Regions from separate parts of the Zea mays genome. Here regions 1 and 2 are each linked to region 3. The links are chromatin contacts, called in public Hi-C maps. All regions are on one chromosome and are shown on one strand. The core of a region is the stretch at or near the end of the contact, and the rest is flanking DNA. Distances in the headings are between cores, read along the strand shown. Region 1 has its middle 40 kb from the start of LOC100283050. Region 2 holds the start of LOC100283050. Region 3 holds the start of LOC103643161 (cyclin-D4-2-like).

Evidence for each region. Hi-C and Micro-C count contacts between places; a contact is called where the count stands out from the background.
Region 1: a Hi-C map of ear shows a contact between it and region 3, with 1.9 times the contacts expected there. The contact joins the enhancer-like site here to the promoter of LOC103643161 in region 3. A contact is called at or near these places in 3 of 25 Hi-C or Micro-C datasets (bundle sheath, ear and tassel).
Region 2: a contact with region 3 is called in a Hi-C map of bundle sheath, with 3 times the contacts expected there. The contact joins the promoter of LOC100283050 here to the promoter of LOC103643161 in region 3. A contact is called at or near these places in 3 of 25 Hi-C or Micro-C datasets (bundle sheath, ear and tassel) and 1 of 3 datasets of contacts at active chromatin or transcription factors (leaf).

The regions. Positions count from the first base shown.
Region 1 is chr1:205,272,723-205,275,849 of Zm-B73-REFERENCE-NAM-5.0, reverse strand. No RefSeq gene overlaps it. Among protein-coding and RNA genes, the nearest start is that of LOC100283050, 40 kb to the right of the region's middle. Within about 2 kb of position 1,304, at least 15 of the 20 cell types and tissues checked have an H3K27ac peak or open chromatin away from gene starts, as enhancers often do. A contact at or near this core is called in ear and tassel, where this site is marked.
Region 2 is chr1:205,232,689-205,235,679 of Zm-B73-REFERENCE-NAM-5.0, reverse strand. LOC100283050 reads left to right here and starts at 1,412. Exons shown (of 1, transcript NM_001155952.2): 1 at 1,412-2,991. The coding sequence starts at 1,863. The coding sequence ends at 2,789.
Region 3 is chr1:205,098,606-205,101,385 of Zm-B73-REFERENCE-NAM-5.0, reverse strand. LOC103643161 (cyclin-D4-2-like) reads right to left here and starts at 1,450. Exons shown (of 6, transcript NM_001301472.1): 1 at 873-1,450; 2 at 284-370; 3 at 92-193. The coding sequence starts at 1,175.

The sequences.
Region 1 (3,127 bases), core at 55-2,554, 170 kb before region 3:
AAAACACATCTACAAAATAAAAATGGGAGATGATTTTATGTGAAGTTACTTGATCATCTATATTGATATAGAATTGATAGCTATGATCAACACTCATAATGTAGTCGAAGCTTTTAATTTGACCGATCATTGTAGAAGCAATTTTTTACTCTATTGAAGTTAATTAATATATAATTATATTTGTGAGTATTTTTTATTAATTTATTATCTATACTATATGTAAATTAGTATACACATGTGTATATATCCCACGATATTTTTTATTTATAGTATTTGATGGGTCCTTACTCCTTCCTATGCCTTAATTCTGCTCCGCCCTGGCAGCACCGGAGTATACTGTACGTATCAGGCAAGACAATACGACCATACCCAAGTGCAGTATCAGGACAAATGGCTCGGAGCAAAAAGCCTGCAACGGAATAGAAACAGAGAGCACGGCCGAGGCGAGCCCGACGGAGCCGGGCCAGGCCAGGCCATTCCTCGTCCTGTCACTGTCCGAACCCGCTTCTCCTCCACCTCCCTCTGGATCGCTGCTGTCCACGAGGGAGACAGGTCAATTCGAAATTTATTATCTCCGGCTGGGACAAAGACCCAGGACGCCACCAAGGCGGGCACAGCATGCTGCATGCCAGCGGCCATGCAAAATGCTCGTCGTCCTTCCGTCCGTCCTCAATCGGTGCTCCCGGCCCATGCATCGTCCGCGGTCCGCTGAGGTTTCCGTGTCCGGCGCATGTGGTGTGAGTCTGGCCGGCGCCGCCGTCCCCGTCCGTGCCCCACCCAACCCAACTAGCCGGCCCCGCCGCTCGATCCATCATGTCCATTGATCGATGGCTGCCGTGCCGGCTGCCTCTTGGCCCTGCTGCGCTAGGTGAGGACTGAGGAAGTGAGAGTGAGGATGACGCGCGCCGCGGCCGCGCACAGGGCACGCAGCTGCCTGCCTGCTGCCCCCCTCCCGCTGTTGCGATCGAACTGCCTGCTGCGAAGCATACATGCATGTGTGAAGGCAGGCAGGCTGCTCTGCCCGCGCAGTAGCTTCATCACTTGTACTGTAGCTGTAGTAGTATAGTATTGCTGTTGCATTAAATACGAGCGGGTGCTCTCTGCTCAGCTAGCTAGCCGGCCAGATCCTCGTCGCCCAGCTAGCGGTGCGCGCGGAAGCATGCATGCCGCGCGCCTACGACGCTGTAGCTCGTGCTGGGCGTCCGGCGCGCTGCTGCGTCGCTGCCGTGGTACGACGTCGGTCCGTGCTCGTGTCAACGCAGCACGGACACGCCGGGCCCTGGGTGGCCACGTCTGGTCTGGTCTGATCCGTCAGTGTGGCTGGCCGCTGGCCTGGCCTGGCCCCGCTGCATGTGGCCTGTGGTCCGATGGGTAGGGGTCGGCTGGCTCTCCCTTCTCCGTCGAGGTCGAGGGCTAGCTGTTCCAGGGCTGTGCGTGTTCCAGGGCAGGCCCGCAACGACTGGACGGCCAGCTGCACAAAAGCCACTACCACAGGACGGACACTTGCATGCATGGCGATTGGCGCGGCGAGCTCGTCAGCCATCCCTCGGACGCTGGAGAGGAGTCCCTGTGCAGTAGGAGCCATCACTGGATGATGGCTGGCTGGCTGGCTGGCCTGGACTCCCGCCGATCCTGCAGCGGGGATGATGGACCATGTGAGCAACTGACGGCCGGGCAGCGGGCAGCAGACGGCAATACTGCTGCCGCTGCCGCGGCATGCATGCAGCAGTGCCGGCCAGCACACTGCAGACGACGTTGCGAATGAAGCGCACAAGCACGCTACAGTGCACGCCGCGCAACCGTCCACGGCGGGCCATGGATATCTTGCCGATCCAGCCACCACCCACCAGCCCTTGGCATCATCACTTCATCAGCCGGCGCCCGCCGCCCGCCCGTCTGCCATGCCATGTCGCACCGGGAATATTGTCGGCAGTGAGCTCAGGTTTAGGGATGTGCGTGGACGCATGCCATTGCGTGTATCAGACTGGGCTGCCTGACACCCATGGTTTGTCTGTCTCGGCGAGTCTGAACTCTCTATGTGCGTTGTCCCGTTTCATGATCGATCGATACGGATGAAAACGGTCCAAAATAATCGGTAAACACTAAAATCATTTTTTTATATTTTTTCTTCGAAACGGGATCGAAAACGGTAACTCCAAAATAAAAAATGATATTGGTAATTCAGAAACATCGGAAATGAAAGTTCGGTACGAAAATTATACCGGTTACGATCGAAATCTAAAATACGATCGGTAAAAATTATAACATGTACTACTGAAATCGCGTTTTTTTACCCAGTGTCTAAGGCACTCGGCAAACATTTTATCGGTAAAGAGTTTTTGCTGAGTACTTTTTTCGGAGTGTCGAAAAGCACTCAGCAAATTAAAAATCGAAAAAACCCCCAAAAAAACAGCAAAATATTTTTTAAAATTATAAAAACAACTACCATACCTATCTCTCTATCATTTCATTTTAACTAATATTTTAAATCAAATTTATATGTTTTGTGAATGGTGAGATTCGAACTCGCAAAACCTCTCTCGCGCACACTCTCCTCTACCACTATAATACTACATCAATTATGTCTTTATTACATTTTCATTCCTCATATACTATAACAAACCGAGAGTAATTTGATTATTTAAGGCAGTAAATGAATTCATTTGAAAATATGATCAACTATAAAGTTGCATAACTTTTCGAGATCTACAAGTTCTATTTTGATAGTTTCTACATCTGGGGCCGTTTACAAAATTTGAATTTCAAATTTAAAAAATTCACACGAATTTTTCAATGATAAAATGATTTCAAATCAAAAAATTGTCAATTACAAAGTTTCATTACATTTCAAGACCTACAACTCTCATTTTGGTGGTTTTTCCATCCGAGGTAGTTTGAAAATTTCAAATTTTAAAATTCAAACATAGTTTTGCATGACAAGATGATTTCAAACCAAAACATTGTCAACTACAAAGTTTCATAACTCTTCAATACCTACAACTTTCATGTTGGTGGTTTTTCTCTCGAGGTCGTTTTCGAAATTCAAATTTTAAATTTTTTAAATTCAGACGTAGTTTTCGTTCACAAGATGACTTCAGATGAAAAAGTTGCCAACTACAAAATTCTA
Region 2 (2,991 bases), core at 163-2,662, 130 kb before region 3:
AGATTAAAATCTAGTGAAGCTAGGCTTTCTAGCCTTTCCGAAGCAGAGCAGAGGGTAAAGGTGTTTGAAATGAAGCAACAAAAAATGTGAAGCGCATTGCTGACTTGGAGTATGCGCTATTTGTTCAAGTAGAATTGCACAGATCTGAAGTGCAAGGATTGAAAAAGAAACTCGATGAAGTGACTGAAAATTTCAATGTCGAGCAAATAAAGCGCGAAATATCTGATACTCAACGGCTGAGAGTTCAAAAAAATGTCGAGGAGCTTCGTCAAGCAAAAGAGGAATGCTACAATGTTGCCCTGGAATGTTGTAATAAATTGGAAGATAGCTTTGCCAAAATTGGTGCGTTCTCTACGGGGCAAAATTTTATTCGTGGCTATCCTGATTGAGTTATTCGGTGGATTAGCGGCGAAGCCGAAGGTTTTGAGGAGATTCTCGGTGATAGGGGAGACTTATACGCCTTCATCGGCGCCTGCGGAGCTGTGTCACTCCTTGAGAAGGTTGGCTCTGCGAGTATGCAAAGACTGTGGTTTAGCCAGGATTCTCGATCTCAGCCAACGACATTAAGAACCCTTCGGCCGAAGCCGCTGCGCTAAGTGGAAAGTTTTATTCCGAAGTCTGGTTGAGAGATGGCCGAGAGGTAGCTGACGAAGCTATCAGAAAAATGAGAAAGAGTCTCATGCTACTTTGGAAGAGACCCAGAAAACTGAAGAAATTGCAGAACGTACAAGACTTTAAGTATATCTATCGTGACCTAGCAGCTTCGTAAATGTACGGCAAAAGAAGGGAGGTACATCCAAAAACAAGAATGAGAAAATGTAAATCATTTATATTTATATAATGTTTGGGACGGACTTGGACTCTTTGTGCGCGAATCTTCTAGCGTTGTTTCATTAACATGGCTATAGAGAGATACTGCCTGCTCTTTTCTATGCAGGTGCAGGTCTACCCACGTCGAAACATATTAGCAGCTCCACTACACATATAAGCTGAGGGTATAATTCGCTATGGCGTACTAACCGGCCGGGCATTGAAACAGGGATCATCACGAAGATACGTTCGTGTGTACAGTAATAATGATCTACGTACTCTCTTCCTTTGTACATATACGTGCGATTTACGCGTATCATTACCCAAAATAGTGCGATTCACCCGTATCATTACCCAAAATACTGTTTTTACTGTAAATTGTATTGTTCGTAGAATAAAGTTTGAATATGATTACGTGGACCACTAAGAGTAAGTTGATGTCAATAACCTAATCAGTAGGCCAGCGAGGAAAAGAGCTCGAGCCTTCAGCAAGATCAGTAACCCCATTTTAAACCGGGCTGGAGCCATATCCCAACCGCAGCATAAACAGGATATAAACAGGAGCCAAAGCGACACCACCCTTTCGCTCTCGCTCTCGCCACAGGGCGACAGGTGCGCGTAGCCAGGAGACACGGCTAGATTGGTAGTAGTAGAGCGAGAAGCAGAGAGAGAGAGAGAGAGATGTGTTTGTGTGGCTACATCATCTCCCCAAGGGCACAGGCACAGGCACAGCAGCCGCTTGCCTGCCTGCAGGCTGCTGCAGGCTGCTGCCGCGCAGCAGTGCCGCTGCCGATGCGTCAAAATTAGCAGCAGGGGAGTGTGCACAGTTCACGGTCTGCTCTCTTTCTCTCTCTTCCCCTATTACGAGTCCCAGCAGCTAGAACAACACAAACCCTCTCCTGTAGCTAGATGTGTGGTAGTAAGCTCTCGCTGTTAACCTCGGCAAAGAACCTACTGGAAGTCGGAAGGGAAAAAGCAAAGTAGGAGTAGCTAGCTAGTATAGCAAACAAGCTCCCCCGTGTGCCGACGAGCCGCCGACTAGGTCAGCCGCCATGGACTTCGACGAGCACGATGACGGCGACGAGGAGATGACGCCGATGCCCGTGAGCTCGAGCTACGATGCGCCGATGCAGCCGGGGCTGGGACTGGGCGGAGGAGGCGGCGAGACCCCGAAGCACGGGGATTCTGCTGGAGCCGGGAGCTTCAGGACGCCGCCAGCAGGCGGCTTCGGGGGAGGAGGCGCAGGCGCAGGCGCAGGCGCAGGCGGTGGCGGGGCCACCAGGTACCGGGAGTGCCTCAAGAACCACGCGGTCGGCATCGGCGGGCACGCGGTGGACGGCTGCGGCGAATTCATGGCCGCTGGCGAGGAGGGCTCCATCGACGCGCTGCGCTGCGCGGCCTGCGGCTGCCACCGCAACTTCCACCGCAAGGAGTCCGACAACTCGCCAGCGGGAGGCGGGGGCGTCGCGCCGCCCGATCCCGCCGCCGCCCTGTCCCCGGCCGCCATCACAGCCTACGGCGCCGCCGTGGCGGCGCACCACCACCAGTTCTCCCCCTACTACCGCACCCCTGCCGGGTACTTCCTGCACCAGCAGCTGGCGGCCGCCGCCGGGCACATGCAGCGCCCGCTCGCGCTGCCGTCCACCTCCCACTCGCTGGGGCGCGAAGAGGGCGACGACGTGTCCGGGCTGATCGGCCCCATGGTGGTGGCGCCCATGATGGGCATGTCGCTGGGCCCGGGCGGCGGCCCGTCGGGGGGCTCGTCCGGCGGCTCGGGGTCCGGCAAGAAGCGGTTCCGCACCAAGTTCACGCAGGAGCAGAAGGACCGGATGCTGGCGTTCGCGGAGCGGCTGGGGTGGCGCATCCAGAAGCACGACGAGGCCGCCGTGCAGCAGTTCTGCGAGGAGGTCTGCGTCAAGCGCCACGTGCTCAAGGTGTGGATGCACAACAACAAGCACACCCTCGGCAAGAAGCCATGACCGACCGCCGGCCATTCGCTTCGCGCCGGCGCCTGCACTGTGTGCTAGCTAGGTACACCACCACTGATCGCATTGCATCATGGATCTCCTCCTCTCTTTCTCAGCACCGTATTGCTTGCTAGCCTTTTTTTTTTGGGGGTACTCCTCTCCTTGCCTTCCTTTTTTTAGAGTTTTAGCTAGAAATGTAAGCTAGCTACTTAGG
Region 3 (2,780 bases), core at 201-2,700:
ACATGCATGAACAAGAGAGAGAGAGAGAGAGAGAGAGAGAGAGAGAGAAGGTGTGCATCTTCGCTGCAATGCCGAACAGGCGAACACCCACCTCCTGAAGGTCCAGGCACTGCGGGACGGCGGTTTCCTCCATCTTGGCGGCCAGAGAAACGCACGCCACCGCGAGGAGCTGCGTCATCCAGTCCTTGCAGTCCTGGAAATGACAGCACCGGCGATACGCATCACTGATTACTGAACTAAAAAAATGGTTTTTGTGATTTAAGAGTGATCCTGCGATTCTTACCGGCACCTCAGACAGCGAGAGGAAGCGATCGAGGTAGTTCACTGCCAAGTAGGCAGTGAGAGGGCGGAACCTGTGGTGCGTGTAAGCCTGCAGAAAGGATCGGTCACGAGTTAGTAGTAATCACGCGGAAAAAAAGAAGTGAGGCCATTCTATGGTACAGGTTCACGTGAAACATACTTGTCGAAGCTATATTGGCCTAAAAATGCGCAGCACAATGTTTTTTTCTCTCTCTCGAAAATGTAAAAAGAAGCAAATGGTGAACAGCATCTTTGCTAGTGTCTCGTGATTCAGCAAGCGAACGAAAAGGCCAGCTTTGGCTCGAGATGGTCCCGCCCTCGTTTCACCGCGCAAAAAAAATGGGCACGGCATATCAGCGAGGCCGCACGTTACAACAGAGCCGAGCGTTTCGCTGTAATGAAGCACAGTACTGTGCTGTAATGAAGCGTCTTTCTAGATGGATAAAAACTCGAGCAATCACGGAAATGGAATGGAATGGAATGCGGCTCCTACAGGTCTCCTAAGCAGTGAGCAATGAGCCACCCAAAATGTGCAGCCACACCTGAGGTACTCAGATCAATCAAGAACCGACCTTCCAAATCCAGTCGACGGCCTCCCGGCGGACGCAGAGACAGCCGCCGCCGCCGCGCAGCCTGTCGCCGTAGCACGGCCCCGGCATGTGGTCCCGTTCCCGCTCCACCAGACCGGCCACGCATTCCTCCGACTGCGGCGGGAACAAGTCCGCGCCGAAGTCGTCCCCGTAGCCCGGCGACCGGCCTCTCCTTCTCCCGACCGCCTCCAGCTCCTCCTCCTCCTCGTCGTACCACAGGATGCTGCTGTGCTCCTCGGCGCAGAGGAGCATGGACGCTGCCGCGTCGTAGCAGCTCGGCGCCATGGCTCCTGTACTGTACCGGCGTCTCCCACTCCTCCCACCAGGCACGCACGGACGCACCGGCGGCAAGTCAAAGCCCGCGTCTCTCTCCCTCTCCCTCTCCTGTCGTGCGACGGCGGCGCCGTAGACTCTGTTCTGGCGGCTGGAGTGCTGGGTGGTGGCCTGGTGGGTGGCTGGTGGAATGCGGCAGTACGGCAAACTTGGGCAGAATGCGGCAGTGGCGAGTGGAGAAGCAGGACAAGGCACAAGGAAGAGGACGGGAGGACGGACGGACGGAGGGAGGCAGAGAGTGCGGTGCAGTTGTGGCGTGCTTTCGCCCCCTCGCGCTTTGTATCGGGCACGGGGAGACGGGAGTGTTTTGGGAAGCGCACGCGGCGGTACGCCGAAACTGGAGACATCCGGAGCGCCAGCGGAGGAGGCGGACGGTCGCGACGGGTGCAGGGGAAAGGCGGGCGTTGCCGTACGCGCGGCTGGATCCGGCGGTTGGGAGGCGTCCCGCGACTCTCGTCCGATCGGGGATCGGCGGACGTGGCTGCACGCGCCGGTTGACGCGGCCGGAGGAGAGTGACAGACTGACAGACAGTCCTTTTCGTTAGGATTTACCTAAATAAAACATGATCTACCTGCGTCAGTGTGAAACCGCACCTTTTGGGTTGGTTTCAAACGGTCAACTGCGCTGCCTACCATCTACTCCTATATGTTTATCATCTACTCCTATATGTTTATGAACCATCTACTCCTATATGTTTATGAAAACACAATTTTGCGAACATGTTCCGCAAGTATTACGATGCATACGTAAAGTTCAATAGTTGTTCGACATCTATCGGGTAAAATTAAAATATAAAGGCTAGTTTAGGAACTCCGTTTTCCCATGTGATCTCTATTTTTCCTTTAAAAATGTGGTTTACAAACTAGCCCTAAGCAGAATTAGTATCGATCGATCCATCAACCTGAGCTCCTCCGTAAGCTAGTGTTACTGTGTAAGTAAATCTAGGCGCATTTCAATCTAAAAATATGTAATGATATCAACCTAGCAAAAAAACAAATCAACTTTTTTTTGAAAAAAAATGGAGGAGAACTCTAGATGGGGGGCAATGCGCCAATGCCAAGAGCAGAGAGAGCATCGACGCACCCTTTGTACTACTCGACGTAGTAGACTGTTCCAAATAGTCGTTCCCGTACAATCATCATATATCGGAATGTCGCTACGAAGTAGTCGTACTACAATACACAGCCTCTACTATAACATCGACAAATACACAAAAGTTTATACTAAATTTGGTTTTAGGGGTCTGCTGTTTAATTAGAACGGAAACAAACGGGCCACCAAAAAAATAGAGAATGTGGTCAAGAGAAGACCAATCCGGCCTCATAATCTAAAGCCCAAATGTACATCTAAAGGTAATAAGCCATCCCACCCTGGCCCAACAGATATCATGGATCAACCCATGTACTTTTATGCTATTATAAGGCCCTGTATGCAAGAGTTTCACTTTAAGAATTTTATGTCTATTTCAGTTTTTTCTATCAAACAAATTTAGCTCCACGGGCTCTAGCTTCAAAAAACTAAAATTAAAAGGCCAGTTTCATGATATTTTCGAAGCA